4 separate regions of the Rattus norvegicus genome follow, and all the other regions are linked to region 1. Evidence: chromatin contacts called from public Hi-C data. All regions are on one chromosome and are shown on one strand. The core of a region is the stretch at or near the end of the contact, and the rest is flanking DNA. Distances in the headings are between cores, read along the strand shown. Region 1 holds the start of Apbb2 (amyloid beta precursor protein binding family B member 2). Region 2 overlaps Apbb2 (amyloid beta precursor protein binding family B member 2). Region 3 overlaps Apbb2 (amyloid beta precursor protein binding family B member 2). Region 4 overlaps Apbb2 (amyloid beta precursor protein binding family B member 2).

The links. A called contact is a pair of places that touch in the nucleus more often than the background predicts.
Region 2: a contact with region 1 is called in a Hi-C map of liver, with 3 times the contacts expected there. The contact joins the enhancer-like site here to the promoter of Apbb2 in region 1. A contact is called at or near these places in 2 of 12 Hi-C or Micro-C datasets (kidney and liver).
Region 3: a Hi-C map of Schwann cells shows a contact between it and region 1, with 3 times the contacts expected there. The contact joins the enhancer-like site here to the promoter of Apbb2 in region 1. A contact is called at or near these places in 5 of 12 Hi-C or Micro-C datasets (Schwann cells, frontal cortex, liver and 2 more) and 1 of 1 datasets of contacts at active chromatin or transcription factors (oligodendrocytes).
Region 4: a contact with region 1 is called in a Hi-C map of the A7r5 cell line, with 3 times the contacts expected there. The contact joins the enhancer-like site here to the promoter of Apbb2 in region 1. A contact is called at or near these places in 6 of 12 Hi-C or Micro-C datasets (the A7r5 cell line, Schwann cells, kidney and 3 more) and 1 of 1 datasets of contacts at active chromatin or transcription factors (oligodendrocytes).

The regions. Positions count from the first base shown.
Region 1 is chr14:41,909,084-41,913,631 of GRCr8, forward strand. It overlaps Apbb2 (amyloid beta precursor protein binding family B member 2), which reads left to right and starts at 2,704. Exons shown (of 17, transcript NM_001427465.1): 1 at 2,704-2,921.
Region 2 is chr14:42,035,260-42,039,807 of GRCr8, forward strand. The region is part of intron 2 of Apbb2 (amyloid beta precursor protein binding family B member 2); the gene reads left to right. Among named protein-coding and RNA genes, the nearest start is that of Apbb2, 130 kb to the left of the region's middle. Within about 2 kb of position 2,017, at least 12 of the 93 cell types and tissues checked have an H3K27ac peak or open chromatin away from gene starts, as enhancers often do. A contact at or near this core is called in kidney and liver, where this site is marked.
Region 3 is chr14:42,006,377-42,010,924 of GRCr8, forward strand. All of the region lies in intron 2 of Apbb2 (amyloid beta precursor protein binding family B member 2), which reads left to right. Among named protein-coding and RNA genes, the nearest start is that of Apbb2, 97 kb to the left of the region's middle. Within about 2 kb of position 2,260, at least 39 of the 93 cell types and tissues checked have an H3K27ac peak or open chromatin away from gene starts, as enhancers often do. A contact at or near this core is called in Schwann cells and prefrontal cortex, where this site is marked.
Region 4 is chr14:41,981,054-41,985,601 of GRCr8, forward strand. All of the region lies in intron 1 of Apbb2 (amyloid beta precursor protein binding family B member 2), which reads left to right. Among named protein-coding and RNA genes, the nearest start is that of Apbb2, 72 kb to the left of the region's middle. Within about 2 kb of position 2,603, at least 21 of the 93 cell types and tissues checked have an H3K27ac peak or open chromatin away from gene starts, as enhancers often do. A contact at or near this core is called in the A7r5 cell line and kidney, where this site is marked.

The sequences.
Region 1 (4,548 bases), core at 1,454-3,953:
TTCAAAACCAGCAGTGGTGGTGTTTGCCATAATACAGCACTGGTTTGAGTGGATTGGTAATCCACTCCTGACTGAGACAGGAGTTTCCTAGCCAGTGCTACCCAGGTTTGCTTTTGTTCTTTTTGACAGTGAAGTCCAGGCTAGTCTTGAATTCACGGTCTTCCTGCCTCAGCCTCCGTGGTGCTGTGGGAATGCTGGCCGGTGATATGACAGTAGACCGATTGTCTTCTTTAAGGAAGCCATTGACACCTCTGGGGTATGAAGAAGTAAATACTCATGGAATCTAAAGACTTGGTGTAGCGTTGGTTTTACAACGTTCTTGTAAGTGTTCTTTCCACTAAAATTCCTCGAAACACTCACACTTCCACCTAGTAGGACTTTTGACCTCATGGGAATTGACAGGAGGTAATTTTTAATGTGTTGTACCCAGTGTTGACTTCATACTTAACAAAAACTAGTGCTCAGGATACTCTTGGAATAGTTCATTTCTGAAGAAAACAGTTCATGTGTGCGTCAGCACTAAGGGGAAAACCCACTCACAATAGCCATCAAAATTGCATGAGGTGGTAAAATGAGAAATGATTTTCTTTGTGATCTTAAACGATGAGGTACAGGGAAGCCAATTACTTATTTATAACATGAGTGTGCACTGGCAGGCTTTCTCCAGCCCAGCTAAGGTGAGGTTGCCTACTTAGCTGGCCAGGGCACCTGGCAATCCATTCCACCTTAAACGTCCCTTTCAGGAAGAGAGAAGAAATTGTGGGTAGGGTGCAGGAAGGAAGCAAAGGAGAGTTCAAAGCCAGCGTTCCAGTTCTGCCAGTCCTCCCTGGAAATAACTACGGGAATTTCCTCCAGCAGCTGCAGGATGCTCCGTAGCCGGCCCCTCACTATAGGGACATCCAAGTATTCAGAAGGCTGGGAGGTGACTTCCCGACTCCTCCTGCAGGCCGCTAGGGGCAAGAGCCTACGAAGCAGGCGACCCGGCTGGGAGGCCGAAGCGGGAGCAGGCGCGGAAGCGTTTCGGCGGTGATCCTGGAGACCCTGGGGCTTTCCGGAAGGGTGATTGCATCAGGTGTGGAGCAGGGCGCCGCCTCCGCCCAACCTGGAGCCCACCGCGCCTGCGCGCCCCGCCCCGCCGCCACAGCGGACTCCAGCACGGGTTTTCCTGCGTATCTAAGGAGACCGCCTGGAGGGGGCAGGCGCGGTTCGACCCGGGAGCCCGGGAGAATCGGGTGATAGGGTAGGCTCTGGACGTTGGCGGGCAAGGAGATCAAGGTGGAAGGGGACTTGGTGTAGTAGCCTGCTGAGATCACTGCAATGAAAGACATGCAGGGTGGGCTTGGATTCATTTCCTCCTCTGTGTGGGCGTGAAGGACACAGTAGCCGGTGTCTCAAGGCCCTCTACAGTTTTTTCCCCTCAATATTTTTTCCCTGGTTTTTGACTGTCGACGGTTCACAGCTCGTTAAGTCTTGGGATGCAGAGGCTCAGTTCCAAGAATGAACTTGCATAGATTTATGGAAAATTTTCTGTAGTAGTACTGTTGGCCTTCTGCAGAGTCTGAGGGAAATATTGATCATAGAAAAGGCTATAGGATAAAAGATTCCTCCAACACATGGCGTTCTGCCCATTCCCAACAACCCATCTCTTTTACATGTCAACACCTTGTGTATGGAGATGGTGAAGATGGCATTTTATAGAAACTATTCAGTGCATGTCAGTCATTGCTGGACCGTAAACACCATGAAGGCAGGGACTGGGATTTTAAATTTGCTTGTACTCCCAGGTCTAGTAAGGGGAACTTGTGGAGCCTCAATAAACTCATGCCCATCTCCACTAGGGAGGATGAATCTGAGTTTATTATCTGAGGGAGGAGTGCGTTGGAAAAGGGTCATTACTTAGTAGTTACAGTTATTTTCAGAATTACCTTTTTAAAGGAGGTAGTAGGTAGCATTGTCTCTGTATTAGACATTAGAGTCCTCATGACTAGTCCTCAGATGGCAGCCACATCAGCACCTGGGAATTTGTTACTTACAGGAGCTTGTGCAATACAGCACAACCACTCATTTGGCCCGGGGAAAGGGACCTAGCATGCTACTTCAGCAACCTTTCTCAGTTGAGTGTGACCTAGGCATCAGTTTAACTCCCTCTGGCTTGGTGAAGAAACAGTTAAGGCCCTCCAGGTGCCTTCAATAAATCCACTACTTCCTGGCTAACAAACAGGTAGCAAGTAGATTATGTTTTTCCTTTTCGCAGATGTATTTCTTGCTTGGCGTTATCTCGCTGTGATTTTCCAGTGCAGGAATGTTCGTGTGTGGCATATGTCTGGGCGTTGGGGATGAGGAGGCAGAAGGCAGAAGTTTCACCTTTTAACGTCCAGTTAGCCAGGAAGGCTGTAGGCAGCTTCATCTTGTGATAATTTTCCATTCTAAAGGAACGCAGACGTGTGACTGAAGAGTTCCCCAAACTGCCTTTTGGTGCAGACAGACGCTAGGCCACCTGGAGGGGATACCCGGGCTGTCCCGCACCCCCAGCCTCTGGGTGTCACCCTGGCGCCCCCTGCCTCTCTGTTGTGCCAAAGCCGGGCCGCCTCCACCTGCAGGGGTCGCCCTGGGAGCGCGGCCCGCCCCCTTCCGCCGCGGCCTCCGCCCCCGGCCCCGCCTTGCTGGGTTCGCCCGGCTTCGCCAGGCCCCTCCAAGCCTTTCCTCGCGCAGCCGCCGCCAAAGCCTGGAGAAGTGGAATCTCGCCGCCGCTGCTCCCTGCGCGGGCCTCGCGGAGCCGCACTGGGCATGCTCAGTCGCCGGAGCCAGTGCTGCTCTAAGTAGGAAGCTCGCGTGCTGCAGCCCGCAGCTGATCCGGGCGCTCAGCGGGCTGCGAAACCTAGGACCCGGGTTCAGAGCCGATCGATCGCCGCGCAGCGCTGGTGAGCCCCGCTTCCTTCCATGCCTTCAGCCCGGGAATCTGAGGAATGACCCGGAGTGCGCCGCCGGAGCAGGGCAGCCGGCGAGCCTGGCTGCTTGTGCCCTCGCGGCTGCTGCTCGGTTTCTGGCGGTCACCGCCGGTCGCTCAGCCGCAGCCGCAGCTGCAGCAGCTGCCGCCGCATCTGCAGCGGGCGCCTGCTGCGGAGTCCCGCTCGCCCCACGCCGCAGGGCCGGTGCTCTGGCTGCGGGCTCGCCCGGTCACTCCCATTACTCCCTCACTCCCACCCGGAGCTTGGGCTCGGCAGGGCCGGGCGAGGACACGGGGCTATGCCCGGGCGGAGACTGCGGAGGGCAAAGTGCGGGTGGGCGCGGGCGACCGGTAGCGCACGCCCCCTTGCCCTGGGGCCGGCCTGCCCGCCCGGCGGCGCGCTCTTGCTGGAGACTCTGAAACCTATCCAGCGTCTCCTGGGGTGCAGAGAGCCCAGCTACCCAGAGAGGAGGAGGGGGCAAAGTTGTACCCTCTGCAACGTTGAGAGCGTTTTAACTAGAAAATGGCTGTGTACTGAGGGCCCGATCAGGGAAGCCGGTCATCGGGATCCCGAACGCCCCACTGCTGCCCGCTGGGAGGAATGGTGGCTCAGACGCCAGAAATGACATTTGTGCGACGAAAACTAGCTGGGCGGAGGGAGGGATGCGGAGTCCCGTAGAAACAATGATAGGTGGTCTCTCCATTGATGAAGAGGTCTGAAAACAGGAGGTCAAGCTCAAAAGGCCAAGGGAGTGTGGGACTTAAAGAAAAAAGCTGGATAAATCAGATGGAAAATTGGAACCGTTCTGTAGCAAGATTCTGCACAGCCACGACTGTCCCGATCGCTTGCGGATGGAGTGGATGGCTGGAGAGGGTTCACATAGAGAGAATTAGGTCAGTGTCTAAAACCCAATGAGCTCTTAGAGGGGGCAGTTTTAAAAAGTCCTGTCACTGGCTTTGCCTTGTGCCCGGTGTCTTAAATGAAAGTCATAAAGGGGCATCATAAAATGATAACAGCAATATCATTTGATATCAAGAAATAAGAAACTTGGTGAGGCTGGCCCTTTTTGTTATTTGTTTTATCATTTTACCAATTTAAGAATAAATTATGACCGCTTATCTGTTGTTTTAGGATTTGGTACCTTAAATCTTATTTTCTTTCTCATCATGATATTACAGAAAGGGCCATGGTAGTAGTACCTGAATCCTTGTGGCTGACCTTATGAAAACAGGGCTCTTGAGGGGGGCATTTCTTTATGAACTTAGGAACAGGCTTTGTCTTGTTTCCGTTTGAAAGAAAAATTTGGGTTTCTTAGAATTTGGAGAATCTTAGGAATGGAATCTGTTTGGTAAGATAGTATTTGTCCTGAGGATGGGGACCCCTATCCCCCCAGGCAGGCAGAAATGTGGTGGGAACAAGGGTAGTGGAGTGGGGAGTGGTCTCATCTGTGGAGTGTGGGTGTGGGGGATGTCACAGGTGCAAGATGTCTGCCACTGTCCTTTTGAACTTGATGCGTTCGATTGGTAGATGCCTTCAGAAAGTTCTCAGGAGAACACCATGTACCACACTTACTCAGAGCCTTTGAGAAACGACTCAGGTT
Region 2 (4,548 bases), core at 767-3,266, 130 kb after region 1:
TAGGAAGGTCAGCTGAGTGTTTCCTCTGCCCCTGTGAACTAGCTTGCTTTCTTTCACGCCAGCATCTGCCTTCCGAGTCTTTGTTGGTAAACATTTGGGATTTTTGGGTGGTTTTTTGTTTGTTTGTTTGTTTGTTTTACAAAACAACAGAAGTAAAAGCAAATAAAGAGAAAAAGAATTCTTTAAGAAAAATAAGATATGCCTCTGTGGTGGTCTGAATAGGAATGGTCCCCATAGACTCATGGTTTTGAGTGCTTGGCCCTAGGCAATGGCGCTATTAAGAGGCGTGGCCTTATCATAGTAGGTATGGCCTTGTTGGAGGAAGACTATCACCGTGGAGTTGAGCTTTGAGGTCTCCGATTACAAGATATGACTCACAGTCTCTTCCTTTGACCTTCGGGTCAAGATGTAGAACTCTCAGCTCCTTCTCCAGCACCATGTCTGCCTGGATGCTGCCGTACTTTCTGCCATGGCGACAGTGGAATAAACCTCTAAAACCGTAAGCTAGCTCCCAACAGCAATGAGACCCTAACTAAGACATGACTCCCCCAAACAAAACAAACAACATAACACAAAACAATAAAGCCTTGCTATTGGCAGAGGAGCAATCCTTGAGAGGCAAGAAGGAAATCAGGTTCAACATGGCTTAGCCAGTGCTGGTTACACTTTAGAGTCTGATCCAAGCTGTTTATTTTTGACATTTAAGCACAGTACGACTTTGGAAAAAAGTTTCCTTATGACAACTGTTAAGGTGTGACTACATTTTGAAAAGCATGACCTCTTACATAAAAGTGGGTTCTCTTGACTGAGAAACAAAGCTCAGGAGTCCAGGTGAAGCACGGCTCTACCAATAGCGAAAGATCACCAAGTTATTAACTGCATTCACTCCCAACCTTCTGGGTGGAAACAGAAGAAAAGAAAAGCCTGTGAGTTTAATGACCCTGATTTATCTAGTGCCATATATGAGCATGAGAACCCTGTGCCCTCTGCATAAGGTATATAATGAGGTTTCTCACACTGCTAGGTAGCAGACATGTTCTGTAATAGTTACTGCAAGGAGTCTGCTTACCAAGAGGAAAAGCCCATGAAGAGTGTATAAAGAAAGAAGAAAGAGGTTCAGCTAGATGCTAAAGAAGAAACACAACCAGGAAACACAATAGAGAATAAAAACTCAAATCTGGAAGTAATATAATATTTGTATTTCTTCTTCAATAAGGACATTTCATTTATTAGCCAAGAAGCAATGATTATCAAAAAAATATTTGACTCAGGCCAGCCTAGACTACATGAGACCCTGTCTCATATACTATTATTATAATCATTATTATAAATGTTTTTTAGAAAGAACCTTGATAGGGTAGTGGAAATCACCCAAGCCTGTATCATGGTGGTTTATATACTCTGTTTCTACTTAAAAGTTTCATTCATGTTTTTCTCTCTCTAGAGCCTTTTGTCTTTTTCTCAGACAAATTGACACCCCCTTTCCCCAAGGTCCTACTGAAACAGAGACAAAGCCTTCCCTTCTCCAGGTTTCTAGACCATTCCTGCACTCCCAGAGACAGCTCCCAGGAGAACCACTATTTCTTTTGATTTTGGAGATTTTCGCTTGCTAAATTTCTCAAGAAGTCTTGTGGAAGAACAGGGGTCACTTACCAAGCAACATCAAAGGGTCTGTGTTAGACTTGCCTATATTTGTACTATGTGACTTCAAAAGCTTAAGAACTAATACTGGAATTTTCTAAGAGCTAATAAATAAACAAAGAAGGCATCTCAACAACCTGTGTGTTCAGTCAGCCTAGCACACTTCAGACCTTGTTTGTAGCCTGGTATGTTAATCTTTGTTTTCTTATACTCCAGTACTTTGGTTTTTAAAACCATTGCTGAGTTGAGGAAAAGGGGAGACAGGCAGACAGACCTCGAGCCTGAGGACAAGAGCTCTGTGCACCCCTATAGGTTCTGAGAATCTTGCCAGGTCACCCAGCCCAGGTCCCAGCAGCTCACACGTGAAATTAGTCTGTCTGTCTGTGCTCTTGGCTCCAGGCCTGGATCGATAACTTGCCGTCATCTCTGATTCTGTGTAGTTCAGTTATAGCTGCTAATGGAGCTTCAGCAGGCGTTCTGTCAGTTTGTCCTGTGTGTTTCATGGCTCACAGCTCCTGCCTGCTCACCGCAGACTTGTTCCTTTTCCTCGGAGTGCCTGTGCTTATGTTCCAACACAGCAAAATAATTCGTGGTGTCACCGATGATCGTGAGCTCCCAAACAATGATTAATCATACCTTGAATTCTCTGAGAGAAACATTAATGGCCTGTGGTTGAAATTAAACCCATTTAGTGCTGAGACAGGTAATCCTTCAATTATTGTGAAAATCTTGACCATTCTCAGTGACTAATTCTTGAGGTTTTTTAAAAAGCAGAAGTCTTAGCATTCCACCTGGCAGTGGTGTTTTGTGAGTTAATGAGTCACAGAATATGTTATCTTTGAAGAGCGCAAGCCACCTTCTTGGGAGTTCACACCACTGTTCCTCTGACAAAAATGTTGTATCAGGCAAAGCTAGTTCTACAAATTTTGTTTGCAAATTCATCTTTAAGGTCAGTAGCGCCCAATACTTACACTGGAATACTATCTTGAAATAGTTAACGGAGGACCAGTGGCAGCTAGGGCTGTTGACATAAAGTATTTACTTTGAAGAGAATTCTTAGCATTTTTGTTCCCTGTCAGCACAACAAGAATTTGCAGGGGTATGGGGGGGAGGAACATTAATGTATTTGTCAAGGATTAATGACCTGCTGGAACATTTGTGGTGGGGAATATGTTATGGGTAGTATTGTAAATACAGTAATTAAAAAGCTGCACACTAACCACTTTGGACTGGCCGATAGATTCCTTTCATCCCCTGGCCTGCATCCAAGTGAGGAGTGTGTTTATCCTGCTCCCTTGCCTTCTTGAGAGCAGGAACGGGGAATGGCTGGCTCAGAGGTTCATTTCTGTGCTGCCAGTGTGCTCTGTGGCCCAGGGCAAGCCAGGTGTATGCAAGGTGCTCTACACCTGGGCATTGGAGATGTGTGTGTGTGTGTGTGTGTGTGTGTGTGTGTGTGTGTGTGTGTGTTGTTACCAACATGGTAGAACAGACTGGAAGGATCAAGCTACTTTCTCACAGTCGAAGAAAACAACAACAACACAAACACAAAAATGAACTCCTGTCGCATAGTGCAGGCTAGGAACTCACCCCTCAGCTTTATAGGCTCAGCTACTGAGGTCCTTTCCAGACAGATACTACAGTGTCCTGTGTGATGTGTGAGGTGTGCTCTGTAGGATCTGCAATACCTCGGGCCTTTTGATTAAAAGGGAAATCGTAGTAGCGTCGCATACACATCAGGACAGAAACACAGCCTGCACCTGGGGTGAATTTTCATAATTCTCAAGGTCGTGAGGCTCTCCTCACTTCCTGTCTGTGGTCCCCACGGGTGAAAGCCAAGCAGGCTGCCGGGGAAGAACATCTGGGAGGAGAGGCGCCATACTGCTAGAATGATGATCCTGCCCTTCAGGAGGGTAGCAAAGCAGGGAGACTGATGCAGCCTCCACGTCCTGGTCCTTTGTTTGCTCAGAATCTTTGCACCTACTTGTTTCCTATTTAAAGAGCATCTTTCCATAATTTCGGAGACTGGCTGGCCGTCGCTATTTATTTACGAGTTAATAAAAGCTCTTTTGTGTAAAATAAATGTAGTTGGATGTGATTTACAGTTTCCCTTTGAGTCAGTGAGGGGTAAGACAGCCAGGCTGTTTCTGTTCTCACCCTTTAATTGGCCTTCTTACCTCTTGGTCAGGCAAATTATTCACTCATATACTGGTTTATTGATTTATCCCACATTTATTGTGTGCCGATTGTCTGCCGTGCTCCAGGGATACAGAACTGAACGGCCTGGTCAGTGGCATCTGCTGGCTTTGGTATCAGCTCTGAGGTGACTGATCCCAGTGATGAGCAGTCATTCCAGTGGTGGCCTGGATCTCATTCAGCATAGAATAGGCAGCCCTTTAAACAGCCCCAGGGCTTTTGAGAACACACAACCGGCCTGAGACTGCACATCTGCCCTTTAAGGTGTTTCTCGTTGTGTTCAGTTTCTAATGAACATTCCTGCTTCCCCATTACCAGCGTTTATTACAGAAGCCATGCTGCTGTGCCATTCTTAACCCTTCTGGGAAAAGCCTGAAGTGGGAGTGTGTATGTGGAGGCCACTGTCAACCCCGCTCCCCACCCCAGTTCTTCCTGCTTTTACCTGCTGGTGTCAGCCTGCTGCTGCTTAGGTTGGTTATGCTTTTAGAGTGGCTCACAAAGGCTGGTAGACAGTGAGCCACGGCCAAGGCCTTGGTCAATGAGACTATAAAGGAACCCCGAAAACAAGGAAACATCCACACCCAAAGCCTAAGGTTGTTTTTGGAAGAACTTTTGTCTTGCCCGGCCTTGGTTCTGCCAGTAAATGTGCTTCCCTGCCATGATACGCACCGGCATGCGTGTTTGTTTGCCTTTAAACAAGATTCTGTGGTTTTC
Region 3 (4,548 bases), core at 1,010-3,509, 97 kb after region 1:
CTAGAGATGCCAAGAGAGGGTGTAAGATATTTTGGAGCTGGAGTTACAGGCAGCCGTAAGCCTCCAGACTGCTGGGAACTGAAGTTGGGCTTTTGGAAGAATAGGAGGCACTGTTAATGGCCCAGCCACCTCTCAGCCCCAGGGAGTTGCGGTCATTAGGGAGGAATCTGACAGTTTCTGGGATATAGTAACATCCAGATTCTTGAAGTTCTAGGCTTGAGATTATAGAACTGGGGACTTGGGATTGTCTGTCTGGTTTTGTTGTTAGACTGTCCTACAGTCTTTCTGACAGTTGTTGTAGAGGAGGAGATCAGGACCTGAGTGAAATCAGCCGGAGAGCTCAAAGTCTGAAGTGTCATCAGGTTCTGGGAGGGGAGGGTTATAAAGGAAGCTTAAGATCCACTTAAGATCCTAGGTGAAGCATGTTCCCCAGATACACCCCGTTCCTGTGTTCTCGCCCAGACCATTTGTGAAAGCTGACTGGCCGTTATGCAGTTAGTTTTAAGAGAGAATTTATGACAGTATCAAGAGTATTGACCTCACTGGGTGTGGTGGTACATGTCTCTAGCCCCAGCACCTGAGAGGCCCAGGCCGGAGATCTGGAGTTGAAGGCTAGCCCAAGGCTAGCCCGAACCTCCTCCCATCACAGAACAGCTGCTGCTTGACAAACAAGGAGGGATGGAGGCCATCACCCGCCAGCCCTCCTCATCTTTATTGGCATCTTCCCTATTGGGTTTTAGCTGCACGAGCAAAAGCAAAACGAGCCCACAAACAGATGGGCACTCGTTCTTTTCAGTCTTTTGGAAGTGGAGCTTTAGGCTTATGGAAAGGAGGGGCCGTGCAGAGTTCCTGTGTACCACTCCGCCTCGTTTCCCTGTTATTAACATCTTACGGTACAGTGGCACACGTGCTAGGAATCTGTGGGCTGACACAAAGGACACACTGTTAGCAGTGCCTGGTTTGTTCACATGTCTCTAGTTTTGACTGCAAGTCAGATCTGCCCTGTTTCACTTCTGCTTTCTCTCAGAACATGGAATAACTCTTGCTTGACACACAGCTGACATAGGAAAAGGAAGGAAGTTTCCCTAGGTAACCTAATATTATTTCCATTATTATTAGTATTCTTTCCTATTCATGTGAGCTCAGTAAATATACATACATACATACATACATACATGCATACATACATATCTGCATACACATACATACATATATACACATGTGCATGCATGCATACATACTTATCTGCATATACATACATATATACACATGTGCATGCATGCATACATACTTATCTGCATACACATACATACATATATACACATGTGTGTGCATACATACATACATACATACATACATACATACATACATTATTATGGTTTTGATGAGGTATTTTGAAGCAAATTATAGATCCACAACAAAACCACATATCCAGAATAGGGAACCAGCATTATTTAGAAACATCATTTCCAACAAAATTAATGCTGGTTCCTAAACGTACTTAGTATTCGCCCATAGTGAAAGTTACCAAATATGATCTCCTTTAATGTCTTGAGTTAATTATCAATTAGAATTACGGCAGAGGACCGTGTCTCTCACTGTGCTTACTCCTCAGCACTGAAGTCTCTTTAACTTGCAGGTGAGATAGCCTGAGACTCCGGAGCATGGGAAGTTGTTGCAGGTCCCCTGCATCACCCCTGTCTATTGCCAATGTGACTAAAAATAAAAAAAACAAAACAAAACACTTCACATTTTAGTAAAGTACGTAGATGAAGTACAAATGAATCCTGACTTTCTCTCTCATGGTGATGACTGAAGCTGGTTTTAAAATATCAAGTGGTCACATTTGCCCAGCTCTGTAACTGCTTCCTTATTTTAGATAACTCTAAGCTAGACTCAGAATTCAGTATACAGTGACGCATTGTTTTCTGTTGAGCCCACATCGTCTCCTGGGTCTCAGCCTCCCAGATATGAAACCACATCCTGAATAGCACTGAGTAGACACCACAGAAATGATTTGTGGCTTCATTGCATCTGCAAGCCTTATGTAAGAGTCTTGGTTTTAGTCCTTAGGGTGGAATTTCACAGTGAGTTTCACAATTTTCCTTTAAGGCCAAAAAAAAAAAAAAAAAAAAGAAAGAAAAGAAAAAAGAAAAGAAAACAAGCATAAGAAAACCATAAAAAGAGGAGTGTGGGTGGAGTCCCGGTTTGAATACACAGAGCCTGGGGGACACCCTACCTGGAGTGGACAGAGTGAAGAGGCAACTCTAGCTTTGCTTTTCATCCGGAGACTCCGGGTGTACTGTGAGCGGCTAGGGCTTCCTCCCCACTGTAGCTCTTGCTGGACCATAGCTACCCGAAGTCTTGCAAGTGTCTGGAATCACTGAGGGGAAATGCCTGCCACCCAAGGCTGCACCTTCTACAGCTCAGGAAGTGTAAGGCAGCACCTGCTGGAGCCCCAGAAGAGGAGCAGCACACTTTGGGACATTTCCCTGTGAAACGCTTTGGTCGTGCTACTGAAGGGGGTGGCACTCTCAGGAGCAGTTCTCCCTTACTTACTAGCAGATGTGCAGCGAACTCTTCCTTAATTTATCCCATGGAGTCCTGTTGCGGACTCAGCTCCCCTGCACCTCTGCCCTGAGAAGGACACTTTGTTTCTACTTCCACCTGGTTCTGTGACCCAGTTGGAAGAGGTTCAGCACAGCACCTGGTTGCTTTCTCTTCTGTCCTTATTTTGAATTGCCTCTTCTTATTGTATTCCAACCCAGCCGATTCTCATATTCTCTCTCTCTTCCCAGGGAACCTGAGACAAGCAGCGCTTGTGCATTGTAACTCTGTAGGTTGAGGATAACTACTGTTTTCTTTTACTCTGCTTCAAATGAGAAGAGAGGGGAATTGCTAAATATATCAATGTTGTCTCTTTAGTCTTTTTAACATCCTTAAATAAAGAGGTCGCCTTACTGGATGGAAATGTCCAAACATACAACTGTTTTGTTTTGTTTTGTTTTTGTTTTTTGCATGTGCATATTTAGCATTTAAATATTTTATTTCCTGTAGCACAAGTCGTCACAGAGTTACTTGAAAATTCTAGAGGAGCAGGAGAAGAAATCGAGACAATAACATTAACATTTTTTAATCTGTACCTTGCCTTCTTAGACTCCAGATCATGCTCAATAGCATTTAGCACATTAGCACCTCCTGGGAGGTTGTTAGAAATGCAGTGTTCAAAGAAACCAATAAAATAAAATAAAAAACAAACAAACAGAAAGAAATGCAGACTTGGATTCCACTGCAGACACTCTGAATCCTAACCACTGGAGTGTGCTTACATGTGCACTAAAATTTGGGGTTGCTGCTCTAGAATTCCTCACCCAGGGAAGCGGGTAAACAGAGACCCCAACAGCCAATTCTGTGCTCAGGTCTTCATGTTCTCTGTCACTGTTTCTTGAGTTAGCCCTCGATATGCGATAAGGATAAAAATGAAATCATTAAAACAAACAAACAAGTTGCTTTAGAGAGAGACCTGGCTGTCTCACAGGCAATCATTTCATTCAGTAAACATTTTAAAGTGCCTTCTATGTGCTCCGCAGGCAGGGGCTGCCACTCAGCGTGTGCTGCTGTAGAAATGTGTGACGGGCCAAGAGGAGACTTTTGGCTGTGTGGGGATGAAGAGCAGAAAGAAAGATGGTTTCTGGGTAGCACCTCAAAGCAGAAGTCAGTGAGCATGAGTTATCACTGCTGCTAGGTCCTGAGAGCGCACAAGGATGGGCAAGATGCGTTCCTTCCCCTTTGGCTTTTTGAAGACCTGTGCTGAGTTTAAGGACAGACAACTGTACTAAAGTACAAATAGTACAGCACGTGTCATGTCAGTGTGAGGATATAAGCAGACGAGCATGGGCTGAGTATCAGCCCCATAATTCCGTGTCCTTGGACAAGCTTATTTCCATGTTATGACTGCTCATCTCTCTCTTCAGGGATAGGTAGAAAATGATAAAAATTATTTTACAGAATTAGGGTGCTTTTCTTTTTAAAGTGAGACAGCATAGCAAACACGTTTAGGTTTTAGGGAGTTTGCAGTCACTGCTGTGTGGTCAGAGGTGCCAAAGGTGGGAAGACACTGAGGAAGATGACCTGGGATATTCAAGGCTGAATAGCCTATGTGCAGAGGGGGTTGACGAGATGGACCACTGGGAAGAGAATGGGGGAAGGGGCTGCAGTTTTGACCTCAGATAGGCTAGGGAGAGAGGGAAACGGGCATCTTGTCTGGTGGGATCAATTCTGTTTCAGGTATGCTGAGTTCTAAATAACTACTCAAAGCTGTGGAACTTGGGTGCGTGCGTTTGCTTACACCAGGTGTTTCATGGGTGCTCACCCTTACTCCCTGTTCGTCCCAGGGTGGGCACAGAGTGAAGTCACGTGCCTTCCATGGCTAGATGTGTCCAGTCAATGTAGGATAGGACCCTTTGGAAGGTTTATTGGAAGTATCCATGTATGTACAGGGTTCACCACCAAAAAGCGTACAGGATGCAGAATTGTTAGGATCTTACG
Region 4 (4,548 bases), core at 1,353-3,852, 72 kb after region 1:
CTAAAATAAATACTTTTAGAAATGCTTCTAAAATAACTGATATGCCCCTTGTTAAAACTGGGGTTGTTGTCGTTGTTGGGGTTGGATGAATTCCAGCATTCTTTCTTTTTCCTTGGGAGTGAGGGAGGGGATGTGGAGGAGTGTTATACTCCATGCCAACACACACACACACACACACACACACACACACACACACACACACACAGAGTCGTGCACTGTATTCTACTGTATTCTTTCTAATGTGCCTTCCATATAGTGGCGGCTGTTTGGTTGTATTGTAGAATAGGCCTTGAAGATCAACATAAAAAGTAATTACTGCTTTCAGACAAGTTAGAACGTTACTGTTAACACTTTCGCTTGGAGAGTTTGCTTATTAAAAAAACCATTGTACTGTAACCAAAGCAGCATGAGTGGGCCTGTGTATTTGGAACATGTATATTGTCTGTAGCTACATTTATATCTGTCTCATTTCCATTTGTGACCTGAGTGTTACCAAGGCCATCAGTGTGACCATGGATTTTGAGAGTATTCACTGGAACCTTGTAGGCTCACACAACTGAAGACAGTGACTCACCTCTCCTAGAATTTACCAGTAGTCAATAATTCCCAGGAAGGGGTAGAGCCCTTTAAGCTCCGCCCCAAGTCTTTGACTGATTGTTGACAGGGCCAGTCTGTGCTGGCCCAGTGCAAGTAACAACAGTTGCTGTGAGTCTGTGATTGGGAAGGCTGTCGCATGCCCAGAAGGTAGCATTTTGCATCTTTCTCTCTTTCTTCTGACTCTCACATTCTTCCCAACCTTCTACTGTGTTCCCTGAGCCTTCCTTTAAGGGGATGGTAGAAGTGTCCTGTGTATATTTCATCGTTCAGTTGTCACATATTCTTAGCACCTTGAGTAGCCAGAGTCTGCAGTCACTTGCAGAGTGAGATACTATGCCACTTTAGCTAAGCAGTGGTAAGGTAACCACCAGGGCCTGTGACTTTCCTCACCGTGAGTTTTTGACTCACTTCACAGTACTAGGCATGGTTTCTCTTCCCTCGTATGGGTCTCAGGTTTAATCAGAGAGCAGTTAGGTACACTGCGTCAGCTATGGCACTATTGCACTGCGTCAGCTATGGCACTATTGCACTGCGTCAGCTATGGCACTATTGCACTGCGTCAGCTATGGCACAAGTGAGCTCACATTTCCGAGAAGGTTGTATTCTGCCTCGGAAGAGGCTGTGTGACTTTTTCTCGGTGTCTGCACAGCACCGACTCTGGCAGCACTGTAGCTTCTTGGTAACTGTTTGTTGATTGACATGGTGCTTTGCAGTTTCTACCATGCCGTCTTAATTGGTTCCAATAATTGGTGCCTTTAAGAGCCTGGCTGATACCATCACCCTGGTTCAATGAACGTGAAACCAAGGATTAACCAAGTTAGTTCTCTCACAGGGTCTTGGGTCATAAGTAGCGGAGCTAGAACTACAGGCTCTAAATATTGTGACTTCCATACGCTTTCCCAAATAGCTTCTGAATATTGGTTAGCAGAAATTTCTCTCTGCTTTCCCCAGTCGAGACCCTCTTTATTTCAAACTATGGCAGAGAGAGTTAGTAATGCAGTGTCTTCCAAGTGGTACATCATCATCACCAATCACATGCTCTCCTGGGTGCCAGTGTGGATCATTTACAGGAGTCTTCTGGGTTACCTGTGGTAGGGGCCTAGGAGAACACTTCATCATGGTGGTGGTAGGGATTTAAACTAGTGTTCCTTTCAAACAACTTGTGTTTGTTTTTCATTCATTTGAAATGTAAATTAATCAGCACCAACAACCCGTTATTCTATTTACTTATTATTTATTTATTGTGGGTGTGTGTTTTGCATGTACACACGCCTGTGCACTCCACTGATGTGTGCGGTGGCCAGAGAAGGAGGTTGAGCATCCTGCTGTATCATTCTCTAGCTGAACCTGGAGCTGGGCTGGTGGCATTCCTCCTGTTTTTGTCCCTCTCCCCTTCCTCCCTCCCCCTTCCCCCCACCCCGTCCACCTCCAGCCCCCCACCCCCAGCACTGTGGTCATAGATGAAACATGGCCGTGCCTAGCCTTAGCATGGGTGCTGGGAATCTCAATTTAGGTGGCCAGACATGCTCAGCCAGTGAGCCATCATCACTCAAGCCTCCAATCTGAGTTCTTCAAATCACACTCTAATGGCTCTGAGAGGTCCATTCTCCAGCTGCTCTTTCTTGTCTTGCATGCCTGGTCATTTTGAGGTAGAAATTTAAGCAGTAATAAATGAGTTCTGCTGACGGTTCTGGAATCTTGCCCAGGAAGCAGAAATCTTCCACAGGATACTAGACGAGGAAGAGAAAAATGCTGGCCCAACATTCAGGCCCCCAAAGGGTAGAGATTCCTGGGTGGACATTTTGTCAGAGCCATGTAGCTGCAGCCCAAGCCCCAACAGCACATAGCCAAGATGCCGGCATTCAGGGCACCTTATCTCACGTCACTCTCGTTTTTGTTTGGGCATCTACCGAGAGAGATAATTTGGTAACTCCACTTTGCAGTTGGTACGTCAGCGTTCTAACCAGACTGCTAAATTTGAACCATGACATTCTCTGACAGATGACTGTAAGGCATTGCTAGATCATGACTTGTCACACAGCAATGGTGATCACACAGCTCTGGTGCCCTTGGAAAACATCAGCAAGAATGTCAGCCCTTTTGCTTGTGTGGACTTTGGGCTTTAGTATTAGAGCTGAGGCGCTGACTGAGGGAAACAGCTAATGGCCCCTGCTGTGTTCTCTCATGGGTGCAGCCATGTGTGGATGGTGGGGGTGTGAGTAGAGCAGTGGTTTTGGGTAGAAAACAAGCTTTCCTCCTTTCATTGTCATCCAGCACCAGCCAGAGCCTTTGTGCTCTTCTCTGGGTGTGACTGAGCCGGGCATCCCTGTTGCTGCTCCCTCACACCTGAGGCTTTTGTTATCCCCATGACACAGTAGGAGGAGGAGGTAGGAGAAGGGGCTGGGAAGGCCCCCTCCAAGGACTTTCAGGGAACGGTTGAATTGGTCCTTGCTGTGTCTCCCTGTGCCCTTCAAGCTAGCCATACTCTACGAGAATCTTAGGCATCTGATGCACACGGATGGGCCTTGCGAGCGAGCGGACAGCTTAGCAGAAGCAGAAGTGGTTTTGTTTCAAAGAAATGGCTCTGAAGGACAGGAAGAAGGTACTTGCTTCTCTGAGTCGCACAGATCATTTTTTTTTTGTTTTTGTTTTTGTGTCTTGTTTTTCTTTTCTAAATTGCCAATGTCTTTTCCTTAATGTTTCTATGATTTTAGAGGCATACGCCTACGACTTGTTACCAAAATCACTTACTCTTTGTTTGTTTGTTTGTTTGTTTGTTTGTTTGTTTGAGAGGGTTTCTCTGTGTAGCCCTGGCTGTCCTGGAACTCACTTTGTGAACAAGGCTGGCTTCAAACTCATAGAGACCTGGGAGGAAAGGTGCGCCACCAAGTGAGTCACTTACTCTTAATACAGGCGAGCATGTGTCTTTCCTGCCTCTCGCAGGTGGCAGGTGGTGTGGTACAGGCATAGTTGTATCCTGCTGAAAGCCTTGCTTTGAACTGGAGGGATTGTCCTGTTATTAATGAAGCCAGCACTAGGACCAGAAAGCTCTCAGCTTGATGGGCAGTGTCTGTTGAGGACACCTGCCACCACTGCACAGTATAGCCATTGTTCCTTCTGTGAGAGCATTGTGGGCAGAGCTGTGGAGTTGAAACCTCTTTTGTCTTCCTGCCTGCATTTCGGCTTCATTTGAACCCGTTCCTGTCCATTCTGACTTTACTGTTCCACATTTAACATGTTTCTTCTGAGGTGCATGTGAGGTGTCTCAGTGGGGGAGGAGTCTGTGCAGGGTCAGAGTGGAGAGGTCAGAGTTTTCAGGACTTACCACTTCCTCGAGGTTTGGCAGAGGGAAAGCCTTTGACCTCTCTGGACATGGGCTGTCTGGAGTGAGTGTTGTCATCAAGGCCCCCAGGGTGGATTCTACCCTGTGTTCTGTTTTGTAGGATGCTTAGAGCATCCGGACAGAGTAACTTAGAGGATCCTGTGAAGCAGTTAGATCTTCCTAGGAGGTCAGTTAATTAAAGGATGGATGTGCAGCACACCAGTGAGAGTGACATTTGGATAGGATTTCTGCCTGCTAACTTTATGGACTAGAACAAGAAAATGCGTTTCTAGGAACGTTCTGTTTGTTTGTCAGCCCTCAAGTGTTCCTAGACACTGGGGTTTTGAATTTCTAAGTGAAATGCTACACAGTGATGCCCTTTCAGTGGACTGCCTGGGACCCAGGAGTATTACAGATATCTATATTTTTTTCCTAGTTTTGAGGTATTTACATAATGAGCTATCTTGAGGATAGGATCCAACTGTAAAGAAAAATTTATCTCTGTTTTATGGTACCATATACATACCTGAAGGTCAATTTATGTAATATTTTGAAGACTTTTCTGTATGAAACAAAGTTTCAATAGTGTGGAATTTTCCACTTAAGGTTCTGTGTTGGCATTGGAAGCA